Regions from separate parts of the Mus musculus genome. Here regions 1, 3 and 4 are each linked to region 2. A link is a contact called in public Hi-C and HiChIP or PLAC-seq data. All regions are on one chromosome and are shown on one strand. Each heading gives the region's core, a stretch centred on a gene start, on an enhancer-like site or on the middle of the called end of the contact. The rest is flanking DNA. Distances are from core to core; before and after follow the strand shown. Region 1 overlaps Pde7b (phosphodiesterase 7B). Region 2 has its middle 33 kb from the start of Ahi1. Region 3 overlaps Pde7b (phosphodiesterase 7B). Region 4 has its middle 42 kb from the start of Pde7b.

What was found. Hi-C and Micro-C count contacts between places; a contact is called where the count stands out from the background. HiChIP or PLAC-seq counts read pairs in DNA pulled down with a chosen protein or histone mark.
Region 1: a Hi-C map of bone marrow-derived macrophages shows a contact between it and region 2, with 15 read pairs. The contact joins two enhancer-like sites.
Region 3: an H3K4me3 HiChIP or PLAC-seq map of bone marrow-derived macrophages shows a contact between it and region 2, with 5 times the contacts expected there. The contact joins two enhancer-like sites. A contact is called at or near these places in 1 of 15 datasets of contacts at CTCF or cohesin (pro-B cells), 24 of 484 Hi-C or Micro-C datasets (the AML12 cell line, B cells, the BV-2 cell line and 15 more), 4 of 115 datasets of contacts at active chromatin or transcription factors (bone marrow-derived dendritic cells, bone marrow-derived macrophages, fibro-adipogenic progenitors and 1 more) and 1 of 9 other capture datasets (embryonic stem cells).
Region 4: a Hi-C map of bone marrow-derived macrophages shows a contact between it and region 2, with 22 read pairs. The contact joins two enhancer-like sites. A contact is called at or near these places in 2 of 15 datasets of contacts at CTCF or cohesin (large pre-B cells and pro-B cells) and 6 of 484 Hi-C or Micro-C datasets (adipose-derived mesenchymal stem cells, bone marrow-derived macrophages, cerebral cortex and 2 more).

What each region holds. Positions count from the first base shown.
Region 1 is chr10:20,435,775-20,438,474 of GRCm38.p6, reverse strand. It overlaps Pde7b (phosphodiesterase 7B), which reads left to right. Exons shown (of 12, transcript NM_001347366.1): 6 at 2,179-2,279. Among named protein-coding and RNA genes, the nearest start is that of Mtfr2, 89 kb to the right of the region's middle. Within about 2 kb of position 1,269, at least 25 of the 459 cell types and tissues checked have an H3K27ac peak or open chromatin away from gene starts, as enhancers often do. A contact at or near this core is called in bone marrow-derived macrophages, where this site is marked.
Region 2 is chr10:20,918,362-20,921,061 of GRCm38.p6, reverse strand. No RefSeq gene overlaps it. Among named protein-coding and RNA genes, the nearest start is that of Ahi1, 33 kb to the left of the region's middle. Within about 2 kb of position 1,266, at least 3 of the 459 cell types and tissues checked have an H3K27ac peak or open chromatin away from gene starts, as enhancers often do. A contact at or near this core is called in bone marrow-derived macrophages, where this site is marked.
Region 3 is chr10:20,504,417-20,507,116 of GRCm38.p6, reverse strand. All of the region lies in intron 1 of Pde7b (phosphodiesterase 7B), which reads left to right. Among named protein-coding and RNA genes, the nearest start is that of Pde7b, 43 kb to the left of the region's middle. Within about 2 kb of position 1,381, at least 43 of the 459 cell types and tissues checked have an H3K27ac peak or open chromatin away from gene starts, as enhancers often do. A contact at or near this core is called in bone marrow-derived macrophages, where this site is marked.
Region 4 is chr10:20,589,003-20,591,702 of GRCm38.p6, reverse strand. It overlaps a transcript of Pde7b not described here. Among named protein-coding and RNA genes, the nearest start is that of Pde7b, 42 kb to the right of the region's middle. Within about 2 kb of position 1,317, at least 31 of the 459 cell types and tissues checked have an H3K27ac peak or open chromatin away from gene starts, as enhancers often do. A contact at or near this core is called in bone marrow-derived macrophages, where this site is marked.

The DNA of each region.
Region 1 (2,700 bases), core at 20-2,519, 480 kb after region 2:
TTGTATTTGTGCATTTAGGAATATGAGTGTGTGTGTGTGTGTGTGTGTGTGTGTGTGTGTGTGTGCAGTGTGGTGTGTGGATGTGTGTGTGTGTGTTTGTGTGTGTGTGTGTGTGTGTGTGTGTGTGTGTGTGTGTGTGTGAGAGAGAGAGAGAGAGAGAGAGAATTTGAAAGAGAGTAAAGAAAAGTATATGGGGGGTTGAAGGAAGAAAAGGGAAGTAAAAATGATGTAAATATATTATAACCTCAAAAAAATAATTTTCAATAAATAAAGTGTTAACCACAGCATGATTTAAAAAAAAGACCTCAAATTAATCTTAATAGATTTAATCTTACTTTTTAACGATAACTTATCGGTCCTAAGTCATTGATGAGTTGTTAGCTTAATGTGTTATGCTTCAATACATTAAGGATCTATAAAAAGACCACCAAGGGTATATAGGTGTCAAGACAATTCTGACATGCTCTTATACTAATAGAATCCCAATGAGATAATGATGATCACAACACAATTTGCTGAAAATCCTTAAAATGAATTATTAACGACAGTTTACATTCCACCACTGTGGGTGGAACACTTTAGGTAAATGACTTCTAATTGTTTGAAGAAATCCACAAGCTGGACATTATTATCACCACTTGTTCCAGTTATAAAGGACAACCAAGAGGTTTCACTACTTTCCCAAGGCTAATGACTAGTAAGCGATAGACCTCAAGTCACACGCAGGTCAAAGCCCGCCATCTTTACACACGCCACCACCGCAGCCACGGGTCTTTCTCTAAAAGCAGCCCAGTTCCTCTTTGGTTCTGTGAATTTTCTTATCTCCTCATATGAATTCTCCAAAATAGATTCCTAGTCACTGGGTTGCTTGCCTCTGCCATTTAGTACATTTCCGGTTCAAACCACACTTGTCATGTGACAGTGTGACCATGAATTCTAAAGTTGACTCGGTACCATCAGAAGGAACGTAAAAGCAGCTCCTGCCACCAGGCATGGCACTTACATCTCCTGCATCCTCTTCCAAGGACTGCATGCATTAACACATGGACCATTCAAAGGCAGCGACACTTGGACTCAGGGCATTGTTATAAGAAAGTTGAGGATTATGGTTAAGTAATTTGCACATCACCAGTAAGTGTCAGAGCTGGAGTTTACATATGATATGAAACAAGCCTACTGAATAAAAAAGTGCATGCAGCATAGCAGAGACATGTGTAACCAACCAGCCACAAACTGGCTCCTTTCCAGAGGCATAAACAACCTCAGGCTGATTGCACTCTAATTGCCTGAGCAAAGTAATGGCCGTGAAAGGGGCCAAATAATGTTGATTGGTCTAAAGAGATACAGATTCTTTGGACACATGTGTGCCCCCAGAACATGTAGGAAATACAGCCTTGGCATCTGAGTTAACAGCAGAATCTGGAGCCAGGTTTGAAGCAACACTAAATGAATATGGCCATTGTAAGTCTGGACACTCTATACACACTGAATATATTTCATCCAAGCATTGACTTGGCTACATGCTGAAGCAGGTATTGGCTTCTCCTATAAGCAGCAAACCAAAACTATTGCCTTCCGTGGACGTGGTACTTTCCTGCTTTGCACTGGAGGGGCATGAAAGATGATGCTCCAAATAGGGGCGACATGAACCAAGGAGGCCCCACTTGGCTCAGTGCAGCTCTGGAATAGCTACCTGCCGGAGGCTAAGATCTGTTTTGATGACTGTTTGTTATTCACGTGGTAATCCAATCACTAGACAGCAGGAACCCAAAACACAAGGACGCTGAAAGAGAGCATCATCTATGGCACATGACTAATGGCAACAGACTTTAGATAACTGAAAGATGGTATGAAATAAAGTAGTCCTTTTCCCTCCATATTTATCTTTCCTGTGAATGAGAGCCTTCATGAGATGCCAGAAAGGGGTGATCTGTGGAAGAGGTGAGAAGTCCCCAAAACTGCACAGATCCTTCTGGCCTTTCTCTCCCTTTCCTCCCCATTACAAACACCCAAGATGCCAGGCAAGGCTTGCAACCCACCTTCTTTTTTAAAGGATTCCTCAGACTGTGCACTTTAGAAGCTCTGATACTTTTAAGCAAGAAGCACCTCAAATCAGTCTTACCTGCTATGCCATTCTTACCTTGATGTTAGCTGACTAAGCTTTCTGTTTCCTCCTAGTTATGGTTCAGGAAGATTACCACGGTCACAACCCATACCACAATGCTGTTCACGCAGCCGACGTCACCCAGGCCATGCACTGTTACCTGAAGGAGCCAAAGGTAAAGCAAGACCTAGTTGCCTCCTCAGCCATTGGGAGATGCCGAGTCAGCATATTGCTAAGCACCAAAGTACCCAGTGTTAGGAATCCTTCACAATATGAATGCAAATTATGTATACTAACGTTTTCGGTGTCAGCTCTGAAAATCTTATCACATCCATGAAAAGAGATGTGGATTTTCTGATATTTCCTTTCATAGTTCACTGATTTTTTTTTAAGGCTGCATGAGGCCAGAAGAAAAAAAAAAAAACCCAGCCCACATCTCCTCAGTGGTCCCAAAAACCACCACTTTGTGATGGGCTTTTACCATAAATACTGCCAGCACCGAGCTTAACAGGAAAAGACTTCCCAGCTTGTGGTTTTTTATCAATAAATAGGTTCAGAAGCTCCCGTTGCAAGTCCAGTTTCTACTTGGCCAATGA
Region 2 (2,700 bases), core at 17-2,516:
AATGTGAGTAATCTCTTATTTCTAAAATCTCAATTTCCTGCTGCAGTTTTTCCCATCCGTCACCTGGGGGAAAGCCAGGTGAGAAAACAGACACAGCGAAGCACAGTGAATGCTTTTCACTTGCAACACAGAATGGGAGTTTGATTCTTTTGTGGCCCAAGGAAGGGTGAAAACTGCCCAGGCAGTGATTCTTGACCTGGAAACTCTTTTGCATACTAAAGGCTATTTAGCAATTTCTGGGGACAGGGTTTTTGTTTGTTTGTTTGTTTTGTTTTGTTTTGTTTTGTTTTAAATTGCATTTGTGGAGGAGGAAGTGGATGGTGGGGACTTCATTTTTGGTTGTGCTTGTGGAGGAGGGAGTGAAAGGCATATCTCTGGCATTTACAGGGGGCAGGCTTAGGATGATACTAACAGTCTCAATATACAGAGTACAGCTTCACGCCTGACAAAGAATTTCCTGATCCAAAATGTAAATAATGTCCAGACTGAGACATTAGTCTACTAGTCTCCTATAGACAGCAAGGAAGATGTGAGCAACCAAGGAAGATAATCAGGGCTTCTGTGGACCCAGGGGAGGCCCATGGACATTTGTTTACAAAGAGGAGCAGAGCCATTGTTACCTGAAGGGGTGGACATTATTTATATCTGTGGCACAGTTTAAAGGGAGACTGTCTTAATGAGGCAGGTTGGCACAGACTTAAAGGAGAGAATCAAACTCTGAAATAAATATTATGCTTCTTAAATCAAACCATGATTGCATTTCACAATCTTGCCTTGCTTATTTTGTATACTGTAGTGTTGCTGCACTGAGTATACACACAAAACTATGAATGCAAGAAACCATAGTTTATTTCCATTTGGCTGGATTGTGGATTTCATAGGCCAGTACATGCCCTGGAAAAGGTGGTCATGTGGCCTTCCTTTTGGGGGTTCTGCAATGGCAGATTATGAAGTTTAAATATGGTCATGAGAAATTTGTGTATGTGAAAGGCTACACACACACACACACACACACACACACACACACACACACACACACACACACAAACACTCACACAGTTTTCACTTGTGAAAGTTAGACAACCCTGAAGTAGAAATTTCTGGTTTCTTTGGAGACTCAGTTGTGTCATGTGATGTTTTTCTGGAAACTGTCTTATGAGAGGATGTTTGGCTGAAGTAGACACATGGGAGGATGTTTTACTGAGAACGTGGTCTTTTTCAGGAAGCTGCCTAGAGAAAGGGCATGTGGTGTTTTGCTAGCGTGCAGGCTTTAGAGGACCCGTGATGTTTGGGAAGTGTATAAATATAACCCAATAGAGAGTGGATGACACTGTATCCAGGGTTCACCTTGTCATTCTCTGCCTGTCTTGGTTGGGCTTTGCTGACAATGCTGTGGCAATGGTTCACCTTACCTTCTTCACTGACTTCATAGAGAGAAATGCATTAATGAATTTCTCATGATATTCAGCAGCTTCCGGAAGCTCCTACAGGGACTAAGGCCAATTGGCAGAGCCTTGCGGTTTCTTCTGGATTGAACTGCTATTGCTGCTTTGTGAATGGTGTTTGTGAGTAGATGGAGCTCCTGCTGCTGATTCATGTGAACTGAACTGCTGGTATCCCGACAATGAAGGTTGGGACCACCCAACAGAACTATTTCTCAATAGGCCCACATGACCCTTTGCCCTATGAACCTTTCCTTTCCACTGTCTCTGTTGGGTGGTGGGCTAGAAGAGAAGTTAAAGTGTTTAAGGACCATTATCAAAGTAGGTTTTGAAAAAATTGAAGCTATACAGTTCCAAATCTACTGGACAGATTCCTGAAGTATAGATCCAGGAAAGATTTGATGTTACAGTGTTCAGCTGGAAGGTTGGAAATGGCTAGAATGTCTATGTTTAGAGGCAGAGCTCCTTTAGAGGACTGTGACAGATAATGACTCTGCAGGCGTCACTATGCTTCTGGGTGTGTGGGTCGACTGATGACTGACATTGCTTGTAGAAATACCACTCTAATCCCTGCCTTCACCTCACAACATTTCCCCATGTACCTGTCTGGGAACAAACTTTTCCCTTTCCCATGAACTCTAGACAATCTAACAACCTCAGTGTTTCAGCTCCCAGACCCTATTTCTACTCTGATCTATAGGGAATAATGATCTCAGTAAATGAACCTGGAGGTGACAAGGAGTTTGAGAATGTGACATTTTCTAAATTGTTCTGAATGGGCAGCTTTAAACAATTCTCCACTTTCTCAAGAACATCACTTAAAGAAAAAGTTAAAGGCAAACGAGACACAATCTCAATATACTTTTAATATTACTTCTTGATATAAGGAAACATATGCAGAATTGTTGTTATATTGCCTGGCAGACTTAAGTTTAATAATAAAAGGCTCCTCTAGTAAAATTTATATAATTCCATCTTCAAATTCTAGTAACTTAGGATTTTGGGGACTAAGATTCTAGCCTGAATCCTGGTAGATAAGCATCAAACCATAGAAAATGCACAAAGTAAAATTTAAAATGCCTTTAATCACCCTTTGAAGGCTATTTGATTTACTTTCAACTTTTTAGTTTTAAAAAGGGAGCCAGTTTAATAAAATAGTTACCATTTCTCTATTACTACATTGCCCCCCATAGAGCTCTTGCCAAGAGATCTCAGTAACATTGGTGCCTGTCCCAGAGGCAGTTCGTATGTTGTAATG
Region 3 (2,700 bases), core at 132-2,631, 410 kb after region 2:
AAGTTTATCTCACTGTGAGGTCAGGTGGAACCTCTCAGCACAGGGACAAAGAGGGGGAAATGTGTGTGGCATACTTACTTCTCATTACAAAAAGTTGCTTCTCAGATCAGCATTCTGTTCTCTGGGCTTCAGCAAAGTGACAGACAGTAAGGCGACAAGAGTTTGACAGGGTCAGATGGAAGAGTGTGTCACTTTCAGGGAGGCTGTCGTGGCTTAGCTGCCTGGGATGGGCAATGGGAAGAATGTGAAGGGAGAGGGAGAGAAAAACGATGCCTAGAGCACAGCTAAAGTTGCAGTCAAGGACAGTAGGAAGTACAGTCTTCAAGATGATGACTCATGATTGGAAGGATTTCAAAAACAATTGGGTAATTAAAACATTAAATAATCAAATACTCATTTGAGATTCATTTTGAGGGAGAATACTTATTAGTAGACTCTCTACCCCCACCTAAAGTATGCACCAATATTCTTAAGGAACGAAAAGAAGTGGCTTTTCTACGTGTGGCACAGTTAATCCTCATTACAAAAAGAAAAAGAAAAAAAAAATCACCTCTCAGGTCAGTGCACTGTTCTCTGGATTTCAGTGATCCTCCCGAAAGAACCAACAAGCGGGGCTGGTGAGATGGCTCAGCAGTTAAGAGCGCCGACTGCTCTTCCACAAAGGTCCTGAGTTCAAATCACAGCAACCACGTGGTGGCTCACAGCCATCTGTAACCAAATCTGATACCCTCTTCTGGAGTGCCTGAAGACAGCTACAGTGTACTTACATATAATAAATAAATATTTTTTAAAAGAAAAAAAAGAACCAACACGCAAAGGAATCTAACATGTCAGGGCTTCATTTGCTACATAGAAGATTTTTTAATTTTTGTCATGACAAGACCCTTCCATCCACTTAAACACCTGTCTACCGAGGTTTGCGCTGCTGAGCATCAGACATAGAACAGACAGAAAGCAAGGCAGGCAGGCGCCTGTGCTTAGGCTGAGGCAGTTCTGAGTTCAAGGCCTGCCCAGGACACATAAGACTTGATCTCAACAACCAAAATAATATCAGGAAGAAGGAGAGGAAGGGTAGGAGTCAAATTCTCAGCCTATTTGTGCATTTTTATGAATGTATATTTTTTAGTGTTTATTGGTGGCGTGCTAGTTATTGCCCTCCTTGGTCACAGCAGCAGCTCTCAATCTGTAGCATAAATAGGAATTGTTTGGACGGCCTGGCACAGAGTCTATGATTCATGGTCTATCAGAGAAGAAGGGCCATTGAATTTGCAACTCTAGTCTCTTGTGCTGCCAGCGAAGCTAGCCTGAGAACTACACTCTCTGAGAGAGAGGAACTGTGAAGCAATGTCAGGCTCTTTCCTGTGGTCTTACAGTATCCACAGCACGGAATTGACGTCAGTGGGAATTACGCAGCCCTCAAAGGTGTCATGCGGAGGCCTTAAGTGTTTATGTACTCCTGCCCCTCCCCACGCAGCTCCTGCCTCCTGTTTTTCAGTTGCATTCCCCAATGGGCACTGCTGTTGCTGTTTCCTCTTAAGTTGCTGCAGTTACGGCTCCTTATGAGGTCAAACGGTCCCCGCTGGAGAGCTTTGCCAGCTGGGAGCAAACGTTCCTCTATCTGAACTTCTGCTGTTCTCCCTGCATTTAAAGCATGAATAAACTAATCTCCTGACCATCTGGAAAGGGAGGCAAGAACTGCCGAGTATTAGCGACTCTGAAGAGGCTGTGGTGGTCAGCATAAGGCCAGTCATGCACTTAGCCTGTACCACAATAAAGATAAATGGGTAAGAAATTGCCTTGTAGTAGCATTGGGAATCTAATGGTTCAGAAATTGCTATGCTTGTAAAAAAAAATTTTTTTTTTCTGTCAGTGGGTTTAAATCATGGTTCTTGTGTAGGCAAAGTCTTTTTTTTTTTCTTTTTTTTCAAAATAATACTCAGTTTTTCCTGGCTTTTGTCTTCAGGCATACACTGTTTTCGTTTTACATATGAGAAATTCAAGCTTGAAATTCTTGAGTAATTAGAGTATCAAATGAAGAAAGTAACAGTAGTGGAAAGAAGGGACAAATGTAGAGAATATTGTCAAACAAATAATAAAAGACTAGGTTTCTCCAGCAGGGGGCTTGCGAGACAAGAAGAGATTATTGGGAAAAACAAAAACAAGTTTTATACCATTGGATCTGTTTGCCTGCTTTCTTGCTTGCTTGCTTTAATCAAGAGACTGGTGACATCAGTTCCCAACATATGGAGATTATAAAATGATTTCGTTCATGTAAAAAAAGAAAACTGAGTTATACTTTGCATGTCCTGGTGACAATGGGTTGGCCTGTTTTATTGTTTTATTTCAAAACAATAAAAGTGTTTTTGAAATATTTGCAAATCCATGACTGGCATTTTGGTGAAAATGTTGACTTAGATGACAGTGTTTGGAGACCCTTACTAATTATTGCTAAAAATCGATAATGGAGGCCTTCTCAATAGTGACCTTACTAAGACAGTGTCCATGAGAGGTCAGCAGGTTGAGTAAAGAAATCTAATATTCCTTCCAAAAGAACAAACAGGTTCTCCCAGCTTCATTGTTCTGCCCAGTGTAAGCACTGTTCCTAGAACACAGCATGAGGCTAGGACCCTGCAGAGACTCCCAAAGTGCCCAAGTGTGAACCCATGCCTGTGTGTCTGCATACACATACCTGAAGAGAAA
Region 4 (2,700 bases), core at 68-2,567, 330 kb after region 2:
AAAGTCATAGGAGATGAGCAGGCACACTTCCCAGACCTGATAAGGTCTTTTCTTTTCCTGTGCCAAATGTAACAGATGCCATTTTGTACCCTTCTTCTGCCTCCTGGATACTTGTCACCTCTTTTAATCAAAACTATGAAATATTTGTAATTTTTTTTCTTCAGGAAGGCACATTGTATACTTAAATAAATATCGAGTGGGATGGTTTTAGTTATTCTAGTAAGTAAAAAAAAATGTTTATGACAGAACAGACAGACATTGCACCCACTGTCCTGCAATATTAAAAGTACAAGCTTACAGGAAGTCTGAAGGACCCACGGATTCAGATCGCAATGCTGGGTCATTGCTAGCTGTACCTACCATGGGCTGAATCGACTCAGAATGGAGTGAAGTTTGTTAGTCATTGTGGCACTGCTGTGACAAATACCTAACATGAACCACTTAAGGGGAAAGGGGCTCGTTGGGCTCTCGGGTTGAGGAGCCAGTCCATCCCAGCCGTGAGGTCACGGTGATGAGAGTGAGGCAGCTGCTTGCATGGCATCTGAAGCCAGGAAGCAAAGAGCAAGGAATACAGCTACTCGGCCCACTCTCTTCCCTGTAATCAGTGCAGGACAGCCATCCCAAGAACTGTGCTGCCTACAGTTACAATGGGTCTTTTCACCCCAAGTCACCTAGTGTGCTTCCTCACACACATGCCAGAAATCTGAATTTAGGGTGATTCTCCATCCTGCTTGTCAACAAGGTAAACCATCACAGAAGATGATCAAAGAGACCTGTCCATTTCCTATGTAAAATCACGTAGGCATTAATGTTATATTAAGCCTTTGCACTTAAAATTACATTTTGGTGAGTGTGATATCAATTGATGTATTTCCTAAGAAATGCTAGCTCATTCTGTGAACAGAGGGGTCCACAGGATGGGCCATGTAAGATGCCTGGATTCTCCACATTGATGTAAGGCTAACACAATGCCCTTGTTATTCAATTTATTTTAAAGTCTGCAAACATTGTTTTAAGTCCAATTTAAATAAGTTGGCAAGGCATTGAAGTTTCCTAAGTGGGAAACTCTCTCTAATGTGAGCAGTTCAGTAAAATTCTTCCTAACTATTCTTTAGGCACTTCTCTTACTCTCCTTAAACTGGTGGGTCTCTGTAGACTTGCAGAGCCTCCCTGACAACTAAAGATAAAAAGGTATTGATCTTTTGTAGCAACACCCAGAATCCATTTCCAAATGTTACAGGACTTTGCCTTATGTTGCTAGTGGCGTGAAAATCTTGGAAAGGGGCGGTTGCTGCCAGGGGAGACTCAATGTTTACTCGGGTTTCTTCATTTCCCATATGTGAGTGCTTACTCGCCAAGCCAGAAGCACTTAGTCCCACCGACAGTAACCTCTTATGAAACAGACTTCCTCTGTGCACTGCAAACCCGCAGAAACAGAAACAAAGCAAATCAGCTTGGTCCATCTTTCTTTGAACCAGATGCTCCTAAGAGTGTGCATTGGGCAATTCTTTCATCCACCTAAGGCCAGCTCGAATGGGGGAAGGAGGAATGCTTTGAATAAGAACACAATTGCAGGAAGACTGTTCATCATCTAGGGCTGTTGATAACACAGCAAGCTTGAGTTGAGAATGACGCATATCAGGTCCCTGACGAAGACATCAAAGCTATTTATTACAGGACCTGGAAGTAAATTGGAGTCTCCTAGTTTAAAAAAGAAAAAACAAAAAGCAAAAACACCCTACAGTAATGTCATTCAGAAGGCAGCACATATTCAGGTTGACTTTGAACTTAGTAGCTCATAGCTCAGGTCTGTTAATATTGAAAAGGACTTTCATCTAGTCTAAGAGATATGGACATTTGCACTCTGAGCAGTTAATCATACCTAGTTGCTGAAATTGATTGACAAATGCTAGTATTAATTTTCCAATTAAAAAGACCAACCTGAGGACCAGCAATGTCCACATTTGAGCACATGGTGGGTCTTATACAAATTTATTCTAGATATTTCCATATGTATTACCATATGGAATTACTATACACATATGTATTTCCATATGTGTATAGTATTCATATAGGAAGCCAGATGATGATTTATAAGAGGAAAGAGGAAAGGATTCCCTACTATGGTTATAAATCTGTATTCTGGAGTTGTTGGATGAAAATGGTCCCTGTGAGGGTACACTGAGATAAGGTGCCTGGTGTCCACACAAAGCTGAGAGTCTCACCTTTCTATGACCCTACCTGCCTGTCCTCAACCTAATACATTCACATGGAGAGAGAGACAGACAGATACAAACACAGACACAGAGAGACAAACACAGACACAGAGAGACAAACAGAGACACAGAGAGACAAACACAGACACAGAGAGACAAACACAGACACAGAGAGACAAACACAGACACAGAGAGACAAACACAGACACAGAGAGACAAACACAGACACAGAGAGACAAACACAGACACAGAGAGACAAACAGAGACACAGAGAGACAAACACAGACACAGAGAGACAAACACAGACACAGAGAGACAAACACAGACACAGAGAGACAAAGAGACAGAGACAGATAAAACAGATGCAAGGGGAAATCACACAAAGGCTACAGAGGACGGAGAACGGAAGGAACTTTGTTCCACTGTGAGTAACCTCTTTCAAAATGGACTTCCTTCAGGGAATTAGACATCTGGACATCACCAA